Regions from separate parts of the Gossypium hirsutum genome. Here region 1 is linked to region 2. Evidence: chromatin contacts called from public Hi-C data. All regions are on one chromosome and are shown on one strand. Each heading gives the region's core, a stretch centred on a gene start, on an enhancer-like site or on the middle of the called end of the contact. The rest is flanking DNA. Distances are from core to core; before and after follow the strand shown. Region 1 holds the start of LOC107929409 (protein MODIFYING WALL LIGNIN-2). Region 2 has its middle 27 kb from the start of LOC121205179.

Region 1 (5,680 bases), core at 268-2,767, 160 kb before region 2:
ATTTAATTAATTATTATTTTATTTTATTTAGTAGCACTAGACACCAACGTCCAAGACTATGTGTCTGCTATCTTTGATTTTTTTTATTTTTAGAGAATATATTTTCCTAGGCGCATCCAGTCGTTGGATGATCTGATCTGGGGGGAGTGGGATATAGAAAGGGGTATATTTCCAGCTGTCCACCCATTTTCTACAACTAGTTTGTCTCCAATCTCCTTCATATCTATCCCTTAAAAACCCTTAAAAATTCTAGATTCTGATCTACTCTACCCAATCAAATTAACCCACTTGTAGCTCCATTGGAAAATTCGTTACTTGGACCTTTTTCTGCTGACCAGGAATTCTAGAAATATTGAAAGGAAGGAAGAAAACAATAAAAGAAAATGAAGGTTTTTCGTTTATGATTAGGAAAATGATACTGTCTAAGAAGCCGCCTTCTAATCCGGGATTAAAGTTAATAAAATTTTTGGATTAATTATTAGGCTTCCTCCGGTACATACCTTAAAAAATAGAAAAAATGTTAATTTTTAAAAAGGTCAAAAATACATTTGTAGCTAAAAAAATTGCAATTATAGAAGGTGTTCCCCGGTCGGGTCCACTTAAATACAGTTGTACAAGCAGTAGTAGTAGTGGCCTAATTTTGTGTTAACATGGCTGGCATAGGCAATCCACATAACTGGTGGCATCAATATAATCAATACACATGCAGTGCAACACCTTACCAGGAAAACGCCAGCAAAATTGCAGTAAGAGTTGGTTTTTTAGGCTTTCTTGTGTTTGCACTCCACCAGTAACTTGCACAGAGTAGTACGTTCCCTATGATTTGAGCGGTGCAGAGAGAGACTGATGCAGCCACACCCAGTTCAAAGGCATCACTCTTTCCAGGCAAGAAACACATCTTTCCATCCAACTTCAAATCAACCTTCTGGAGAATTAAACCAATTAAAAACCCTTATCAACTAATAATAGCAAGGAATGAATTAATTTATATACATACCTTGGATCTCTTTGCCTCAGCAACCAGACATGCGGCGAAGGAGACAAGGCCGAGGGAGGCAAGGACAGAGAACGTTAAGACGCAACCAAGTGGATGTTTTCCCATATCGCAGGTGGCCGCTTTGTGTTGGGAAGTTGGAAGTTAGTGAAGAGAAGAGGTGGTGGCGGTGATCAAATATCCAGCTCCTGTTTCTGTGCGGTGGGGTGGGGGTGGGAGCGAGCTTTCTTGGGGTTCTTACAAACAATTGTTTCATTGACATTGCTTGTAAGGAGAGAAACCATGCATGTCTCTGTCGCTGTCCCTGTCCCTAGTTGGAAGTTGTTTAGATTATATGGGAAGTTTTTGGATGGGTGAAATCTGAACCAACACTTTCTTATTAAATTCCACCACCTCAAGAGTGAGCATTAAGTTACCACCGAGTATAACTGGCACTTTCTTCTCCTCTCTTTTTCTTGCTATATTCCGCAATGGCGAATTGGCTGTTAGACTTTGATTTATTTTAAATGGGCATTGTAAGTAGAATAGAATAAATGAATGATAATATATATAATAGCATCTTATTTGATAATAATTCCTAAGCTCATATTTTTTAATAAAATTATTTTAGAAAGTATAATTATATAGTGATCGTGGAATAAAAGAAAATTCTGTAACATGTAATTCATTTTTTAATATAATTAAAACACTATGATGGGTAAATAGAATAATAATCGTTTTGAAAATCTAGACTATTTTAAATAATTGATTATTTCTATTTAAATTTTAAATTTTTTATATTTATAAATCATCCGGGAGCTCGCCTTGGAAATTAAGGACCTCTACCTTAAGAACGGGCCTCTTAGCCTAGCTAAGATAATATTGAGTTGATTAACTATTAATAAACATTAAAAATGATTTCTTAAAGTAGGGAATGTTTTTATCTTTTCATATTCTATATAAAATTTATAAAATACAATTTAGACTGAATAAAAAAAAAAAACTCACAATAATACAATTTAACCATGACACTAAAATTTTCAAAACCTTAGACTTTATTATATTTTTATAGGGATAAATATTAAAATTATATATGAACTATAATTTAATTGTAATTGTATACTTGAATTTTGATTTTGTGTAATTTTAACATAAAATTTTGATTTGATTCAATTCTTGTAAATTATTAACACAATTATGGATATAACATCGTTTTTTGTTTATATACCGCATGCATAAATAATTATAGTTATTTAATATAAAAATAAATTAATGAATTTATTTCTTTAAATGTGTATGATTTAATCAAAATTAAAATTTTAAGCATAAACATTTTATCCATTGCCTTTCTCGCCTTTCTCCATTTTTATCCATTGCGTTTTTCCTTTTTATCTCATCTAAAGCATAAACATTTTACTTGAAAAACCTTAAATAAAAATAAGAAATAACAATCCATAACCTAAATCCCCATAAACCACACACTAACGATCATTTACTTCAAAACCAAATGCAATAAAATCCGACATTCACTCATTATACTTAAAGTGTTCAATACTAAATGAAAATTTAAGTGTAAGGCATAGAAAGATATTTACCATAAGTTTGCCCAAATACAAACATGGCTGATGAATGTACATGTTACTCAATTTGTCATAATTCTATATTATTATTAGCTAGTTGATGGAGTTTTTTTCTTTTTTTTTTTGTTTACGGATTTAAGAGTAAAACCCTATGAGACTAGTAGTCTTGAAAATACGATCACATTGCGAGTTACCATATCCTTAACAGGAACATGTTTAATAGGAATTTATAAGGGTTGGGTGCAAACATCAATAAGAGGATACATTCCTTAACCCAATTACCCTTATAAAAATCTACATTCATGCCATTCCTTACATTCTAGATAAAACCATCACAAATCCTACGCCAAATACCACAAATTCTTTTCCATAACCATGACACATTACCCATATATAAGGATGTAGGTAGATTTCCCCTCAATTTATATTTGGTTCTGAAAACCTAAACCCATAACTAATTAGGTTTCTTGATAAGATTAAAACCAATTTTTACGAGGAAAGCATCATTTGGACAATCAAGCTTGTTAAAGCTAATGCTGCCACGTTTTGGAACTTTGCAGAGATCATTCCACTTGAAAAGATTTATCCCTTTCTTCTCCTCAATGTGTCCCTACACAGAGTTACAAATAATTTTATCAATTTCAAAGCAAACTCCCTTCGGAATAACATTCTATTGCATTATATAATTATGGATAGTTGCTAACATTGCTTTGCCAATAACCGCCTCCGAACGTACTAACATCCAGAGTAGAAATCCTATACAAAAGATACAAAAAACAGCATCCGCAAGTGTACGATTTAGGTTGTAATATAGTTACAACGGAGTAGGTGAGTACTGCAAGGATTGTACCCAAGGGAGCCTAAACATGAATAGATTTAATTAGTACTTTAATTGGATTATATTATGAAGAATAAAAAGAACGGTTTTGGTAAACTATATTAATAATAATAAAAGAAAGTAAAGAAATAAATAAAACACGAGAAATCAAAAAGTAAAATATATCAAATCTGGTCATGGGTGATTAGCTTGCTTCGGTAGTCATAATCAACTGTCACTTTAGGTTTTCTCATTTAATCAACTAGTCGATATCCTAGAAGATCTTCTGGTCTTCTACTAGAATAATGAGTCGGCAATAAATATTTATCTCTTGACCTCACAGTCCAGACCGATTTAGGGTTAAGGTGTTTACAGATAGACCACACAAAATTTAGGTTGATTCCCACCTTAATGACTTCCTAGGGTTATCAGGCCTAGGTTTAGGCAGGGGCGAAGCCAGAAAATTTTTTTAGGGGGTCGAATGAAATTTTAATTTTTAATAGTCTATATCATTATAATTTTTAAATGATTAAATCATTTTTTATAATTTTTATAGTTTTTAATAGCGTAAATAGCAATTTTCCATTTTAAGAAGGGTTGGGGCCTTTGCCAGCCCCCCTAGATTCGCCTTTGGGTTTAGGTTTTTCCTTTCCTGAACAACTGATTCATTAAGAAACCCTTACAAAATAGTTAATTAATCATACCTCCACTCGCTAATCCCCCACAGGAGGATTAGTTCCTCATGGATCTAATAAATAATATAAACTTGATAGAAAGAATAAACATGAAGAATAATTCAAGAGAATAAAGTTTAGAAGAAGCTTGATTTGTATTTAGAATTAAGTGTTGAATTCTCATAGAGTTTGGTTGTGTTTCACAAATTTGATCTCCCCACAAAAGCAAATAACAAGAACTGAAATAAAATTTAAAACCTAAGAAAAAGGAGAAACTAAAGACTAAAACTAAAGAGAAAACTATACAATATCAAAGTTGTCCATAACATGTGTTAAATTAGCCTATTTATAGATTTTAGAGTAGTCGTCGTCCATAACCCTAGGTCAGTTGTTGTCCCCGTGTTTACTATTTTATTGTGCGGAGTAAAACGCCCCTGACTTATAATTATTTCCCATACAGAGGTGATGTCGTGACACACAAGGTCCTGTGTCACAATATCGAGGGTAGTATGCTCCATCTTCAGGGTGTCTTCAAGGGTGTATCGCGACATCCCCAAGTTATTTCGTGACATCCCTAGGTTATGTTGTGACATCGAAGGGAGTTCTGGAATTCTTGTATTCTGCTCCCTGTGTTGTGACACCCAATGCTTCGTGTTGTAACACAATGACTAGTATCGAATTAATACGCCTTTTAGTGGTCTCCTATATATTCACAAAGTATATTAGCTCACATTTAGGCCTTATTCAGCCCCTAAGGTCAATAAAACACTCAAATTACACACTTTATTAAATTTAACTAAAATTGTGAAAACATAATTAAAAGGAAACCAAAATGCTTATGTTCAAGCTCCTAATGTGCGAAAACTAGTTTAATTTGCTACACCAAATTACGACAGATCAACCAACATGATTCTACCTGCTAAAGAAAGCATCTTAGCCTTTCACCCTATTAATTCTTTCATTGTGTTATCAATAATGTACTGAAAAGTTTCTTTTGTTACCCTCTGATGTAAAAGCGGAACACCTAGATACTTCACCAAATTACCAACATGAGAGAACCCTAAGCCACAACTGATATTCTCTTTCAAATCATGGAAAACATTTTAATAGAAAAATATTTGTGTTTTCTGTACATTAACACTATTGCCAAAATTGGTACAAAAGCTCTCAAGAACCCTTTCCATAATCAATATCTAGTCAATTGACGCTTCACTAAACAACACCAAATTGTCTGTAAAGAAGAGATGAGAAATACCATGACCATTCCTAGAGAGCTTTATAGGTTTCCACACCTCTTTCTGGTTTCAACATTTATAGTTTGAGCCAAATGCTCCATACAAAGAACAAATAGATAGGGTAAAATAGGATTACCTTACCGTATGCCTCAAGGTGGGGTAAAGACATCAGAAAGATTTCCATTCCAGATAACTTACATGGTAGCGAACTAACAAAATGCAAAATAAGCTGTCAAATAGTACTTGGAATGCTAATATCAGTGAAAGTATCCTCAATGAAGCCCTAATCAAGTTTGTTGTAAGCTTTTTCCAAGTCAATCTTAACAAGCATCAATGTTTTCTTGTCAGATTTCCTAGGCATAGAGTGAATGATCTCCTGTGCAATAGTAAGATTATCTGTT
Region 2 (5,520 bases), core at 498-2,997:
TAAAATCTTATGTAACATAATTTAAAATAATTTTTTAATAAAAGTGAAAAACTAAAAATATAGTAAAACCCTTCAAAAAGAGAAAGTGAATGATTGTATATGTAAAATCTTTGAAAACCTCAAAATCAAGATTCTTACAACTTCCATTTTTACAATATTCATTTTTCTTTAAAAGTTTCATTTTAAATTATGTTACATAATATCTAATTAGAATGTTTTAAAGTTTTAGGATTAATTTAAAATGAAAGTCTTACTTTAGGAAATTATGTGCAATTAACTCCATAAAATATATAGAAAAAAAAAAGATGTGATAATCATAATTATATTTTACCATTATTAATTAATTTTTTTTACCTAAACAAACATTATGCTAATTTTATCTTAAAAAAGAACTTATACTATTTTTATTAATGTAAAATAGAGTTATTATTTGAATAAAATTATTAGCATAATAATTATCACTTAATGACTATTAAAATTAATCATGTTAATTAAATATTATTTTGAATAATATTACTATGAATTAATTACATAACCAAAACTATATTGTATGTTGGATATGTAAAAAATGATTTAATTATTATTTAAAAATTTTTTGAAAGGTAAATTCATTAATTCATTCAATGAATGGAAACATACAATTCAGATAACAAAATAGCAAAAAGTCGTTGTAGATGGTTAAGGACAAGCTCCATCAACACAACAAAGGCTTTAGCCTCAGCATCAATAGAACATTATGACACGTTGACAATTGACTTTGTCACAACTCAAGCACAACATATCTGGAGTGATTGCAAACACTTAATACGATAAGAAAATCAGACTCGAATAGTTCAAAGCGGAGAGCAAAAATCGAAAGAAAATCGAGCATTTACCAAATTAGGGAGGACAACAACAAATAATCCCTAAAATCACTTGTAAAACTAAGATTGCATGCATAAATAAGACTGAAAAACAAGCTACAAGATCAGACAAAAACTTCTAAAACTGAAGACTTATTAAGCAATGGAAAAACAAACAAAAAAATATAAAACTTAAGATAACATGGGTCTAAATCGACACGTAAAATCATTTTTTATTCTAAAATACTCTCAAAACAAAAACAGATTAAGAAGTTGATGAAAAGTCACCCACTTTTCACGAAAAGACTATTGGTGGCCACTAGAGTTTTAGTGAATGGCAGACACCGTCATTTGTCCATCACAACTTGCAAAAACAATAAAGATACCCACAAAATAGATCTGCGAACTGAAAGAGAGAAGATATGTGTAGTGAATGATAAGAAGAAAGAAATAAATAGTTGATGGGAGAGGAAAAAGGCGGCTGGTAACCAGCTCGAAGTTTGGCACCGTTGTTGAGCAAAATCCGATATTATTTAAAAATTTTATATTATAATATTTGAATTGATAAGTTAATATATTTTAATTATATTCAATAATTTAAATAAACATATTATTTTATGTTGATTGTTGTAATTAAAATATAATATGTTAAAAAATTAATTAAATATTAAACGTGTAAAATTAAATACAACACATATAATAGTAAAAATTAATTTTAATAAAAGAAATTAGAAAAGTTGAAATGATTTATTTTTCATTTAATCGAAGATACCAAAGCCCAGGGCATATATAGACCACTTTCTAAATTCTAACAAATAAAGCAAATTCATGCCTAGCTAGTTAAATGAGAAAGTTATTTTAGATTGTCCAAATCCGATTCTGGGGCCAAGGCCAAGCCATGGCAAGAAACTTAATTATTATCTTGATAATTATTTTATACTATCCTGAATTTATGCTATTGTCAAAGGACAGTGGTGCACTAGCTACACTTTTTGCTGGGCATCATTAACAAAAGGGAAAAAATCTGCGATGTGATGTGATATATTGTCGATGTCTCTTTTGTCACTCAGTTTCTGAGACGGACGAGAAGGCAACTGTAGTTGGTCATATCATATTAAACAATTAAGTCATAACAATCACATTCAGCCAGGATTTTAATTTTTTTTATAAAAAAGTTAATAATATAGTTAATTCTATCAAACATATCTAAAGTATCACCCTCATTTTGAGTAGATTCTTAAATTATAAAATATTTTAATTAAAATTTTAAAATATTACTATTGCATTAATCATATTATTTTATCAATTTAAAAGTTTATTTAATTTTTAAATGTCAATTTAAATATCATATAGAATATATTTAAAACACATAAATTAAATTATAAATATATACGTTAGAATGAATGTAACATATTAAAAAAATATTGTATCAATAAAATTTAAGAGTTTTTTTCTCTCTTTTTTAACAAATTAGATCCAAGCTATAAATGTAGTAGATGTACATTTATTTATAATTTGAGTCATATATTTTAAATATATTTTACATCATATTTAAGTTGTCAATTAACGCCTAAGCTAATAATGAGCAAGATGGCGAAGAACCCAATTAATATGATATTGATTCTTTAAAAGTTCAATTAGAATATTTTGAAGTTTGGAAACAATTGTAGAATCTTAACTTTTAAGTGCATTTGGTATATTAATATATGTTAAATTTAGATACATATTACACATACATTAAATATGTAAATTAAATTTAAGAATGATAGATTAAATTTGTGTTAGATATTAATAAATAAAAAATTAATTGAGAAAAACTTGACACATAGTGTTACTTATTAATAAATAAATTTTAATATGTATAGCTCGTTTATGAAATTTTAACTCTTAAATTAATTACTAACTGCAAAAGAACGATATAGAGAAACAAAAAAGAAAAGATATAAACATTGCTTGAACTCACTCTTTCCATTAAGATGTCAACCAAGCCAAAATTCAAGATGAGATAGAATATTACTTGATATCATCAGAAATTAAAAAAAGAACAAAAAGTAAAACTACCGCATGCATGCTGAAAAGGCCACATATACAAGGAAGCTAGTACAATTTACAAATAAAAGGATGGCTTTTTCATATGCCCGTTGTAGAACTGCTGATAACTTGGAAGAAAATATTCCAAGATATAAAAGGTGCCAAGGGGAAAACCCGACCCTAACTCATTCTAAGAGCTACAAGACTGCAGAAAACAAAAAACTTGCAAAGGAAGTACCTTTTGGAGGTTTTATGAATCTATTCGATATCCGGACAACTCCTACCCTTCCCCTTATCAGAAAAAAAAAATATTTTTTAGGTTTTTCTTTAAAATTATTTCAATCTTTTATCACACTGCCACACTCACTAATCAACTAGAAACATGCATATATTAAATCTAGCAAGAGATTGAGACTTGATATCACTCCATATATATATATATTCTAATGGCCAGATGGTGGGTTGTCGTGGCCAATACCAGGGCTATGACCGGGAGTTGTTGGCCGAAAAGCTTCGGTCTCAGTCATCTTATAACGATTTATAGTAAAATGAAGAGAAGGAGAAGTTGGCTTTCCCAAATAAGCTCTAGTAGTGATAGGCGATGCACGTAATGGCAGTGCTGCTCGTGATGCTGATATGTGGTCAAAATGCTGCTGCAGAAGTAGAAGCACAAACAAAGAAAGCACAAACGTGTTGGCTTTGTATGCTGCCATCGAGCTAGGGTTGACAAGAAGTGAAAGAGATAGATAGAAAGGGCTAGCAATGAAGAAAGTAATTCAGTTACCAGTCTGCGGCAAACAATTCCTGAGACTGCTATTTAAGACGATGGTACGGTCCCACTAGCAGGTTTTTTAGTCATCGAGAGTTTGATGCACATGGCAATGTCTGTTCCATAGTTGATCAAAATTAGTAGAAGAAAGCGAAGCAAACATGGGAATAATTTCCTAAAATGGCAAGTTTAGCATTTCCTTTCACATTCTATTTTAGCTACCTTTCCTCGGCCGCTCATTGATTAGCTCGTAGAATTTTTTTATATATATATTAAGTAGGGCATTGGTTATGATTAGACAATACCATAAACACTTTGATTATTATTTCTTTTAAATTGTAATAAATATAATAACTAGTACTATATAATTATGAGAGGGATTGAAATCTAGAGTACGATGTATTTATCTAGGTAAGGTAAGGTTTTAAAAGTAAATGCTTCTTCCACTAAGCGTATAAGTTAAGTTAAAATTTAAAATGATGGCTTTGGCATGCTTTGTTCTATTCCTTCCTTGCCACCATAAATGTTGGGTTAATTTGTATTTATTGTATGTGTCACTTCGCTTGACCACGAAAACCCACCCAGGACGATGATTGGGTTGAAAAAGGTGCTACTTATAAAGATAGAAGAATTTAGGTTATTTCGAAAAAGAACAAGAAGAGAGAAGAATTTAGATAAACTAATTAGAAGCCCTAAATTTTCAACAATTTAACTGTTTTTTGGTTTACTAGAAAACATTTTTAAAAAGATGGTTGGAAACATTGGAGTTTATTGTCTCAGTCCGAAGGATACATGTAATGAGATGGTTTTGAAAGTTAGTAGATATTTATTCATTTGCAATTGGACGTAAATTATTAGTAAGTTATTGAGATGTACATCAGAAAATTGTTCATGTAATTCAAAGATTTTATATATTTGTAGGGAATTGTCTAAAGAGTAATTCATGTAACGAATAAGTACAAATTATGATTTAAGTTCAAGACCTTTACAAGGTTGCTACATCACTATGATACTTTAAACTAGATCACTCTCTTTCTAAAACTTCTCTCCTAAAAGCTTAGAGGTAAGCAAATAAACACAAGTTTACTTACAATTTTGACTCAAAGAAATAATTCCTAATTGAACAAATAAAGTATTCTCTATTTCCTTCATCTAACTTATAACAAGTCAGTTAATACATAAGAATTAAAAGGATTGTTGAAATAAAACCAGTTACAATCACTAATTTCCCTAAAATAGTTACTTGAAAAGGTTTTCAATGAAAGTGTATTGACAAAGATCTTATTCTCCTTAAACTCCTTTGAAGATCAAATCTTCTATTTAAGGGGAACTTTGATTGTATTGAAAGTTTGATTCTAATCATTACTTGACTTGATCCATCCACATAAAGTCTTCACTAATGAGCTGCTAACAATCTTCAAAAATCAACAATTAACGGTCCAAACAATATTTCTCAAAATATGCCAATCAAACACTGAAAGTTATAATGTTATACCAACTTTCCTTAAGTTGAAACAAGCGTTGTAGCTAGTGGTTATGACTGGAACTAACAATATCCCCTTTTGGTATTTTTAAACAAAAACTTAGAAGCATATCAAGCAAGGAGAACAAATTCAATATCCCCCCTTTAATCCATACACTCAACTATGAATTTAAATCATGGAATAAACTATTAATGTAAGATATCAGAGCATTGATAATTCGAATGCAAGAAATTAGTAATATTATAGTGAAGTTGAGGAAATATAAGTAACATGCTAAGGACACGTCATCATAAAGAAACATGTTCAAATATTATTAGTATCTCAACATGAAATATTCCAAAAAGAATAAACAAAAAAAAATCTTCATCAATAAAAACAATAACTAGCAGTAGAC

What was found. A called contact is a pair of places that touch in the nucleus more often than the background predicts.
Region 1: a contact with region 2 is called in a Hi-C map of hypocotyl, with 4 times the contacts expected there. The contact joins the promoter of LOC107929409 here to the enhancer-like site in region 2. A contact is called at or near these places in 5 of 34 Hi-C or Micro-C datasets (anther, hypocotyl, leaf and 1 more).

Annotation. Positions count from the first base shown.
Region 1 is chrA08:109,965,118-109,970,797 of Gossypium_hirsutum_v2.1, reverse strand. It overlaps LOC107929409 (protein MODIFYING WALL LIGNIN-2), which reads right to left and starts at 1,517. Exons shown (of 3, transcript XM_016860822.2): 1 at 998-1,517; 2 at 723-922. The coding sequence starts at 1,102.
Region 2 is chrA08:109,800,833-109,806,352 of Gossypium_hirsutum_v2.1, reverse strand. No RefSeq gene overlaps it. Among protein-coding and RNA genes, the nearest start is that of LOC121205179, 27 kb to the right of the region's middle. Within about 2 kb of position 1,747, at least 1 of the 9 cell types and tissues checked has an H3K27ac peak or open chromatin away from gene starts, as enhancers often do. A contact at or near this core is called in hypocotyl, where this site is marked.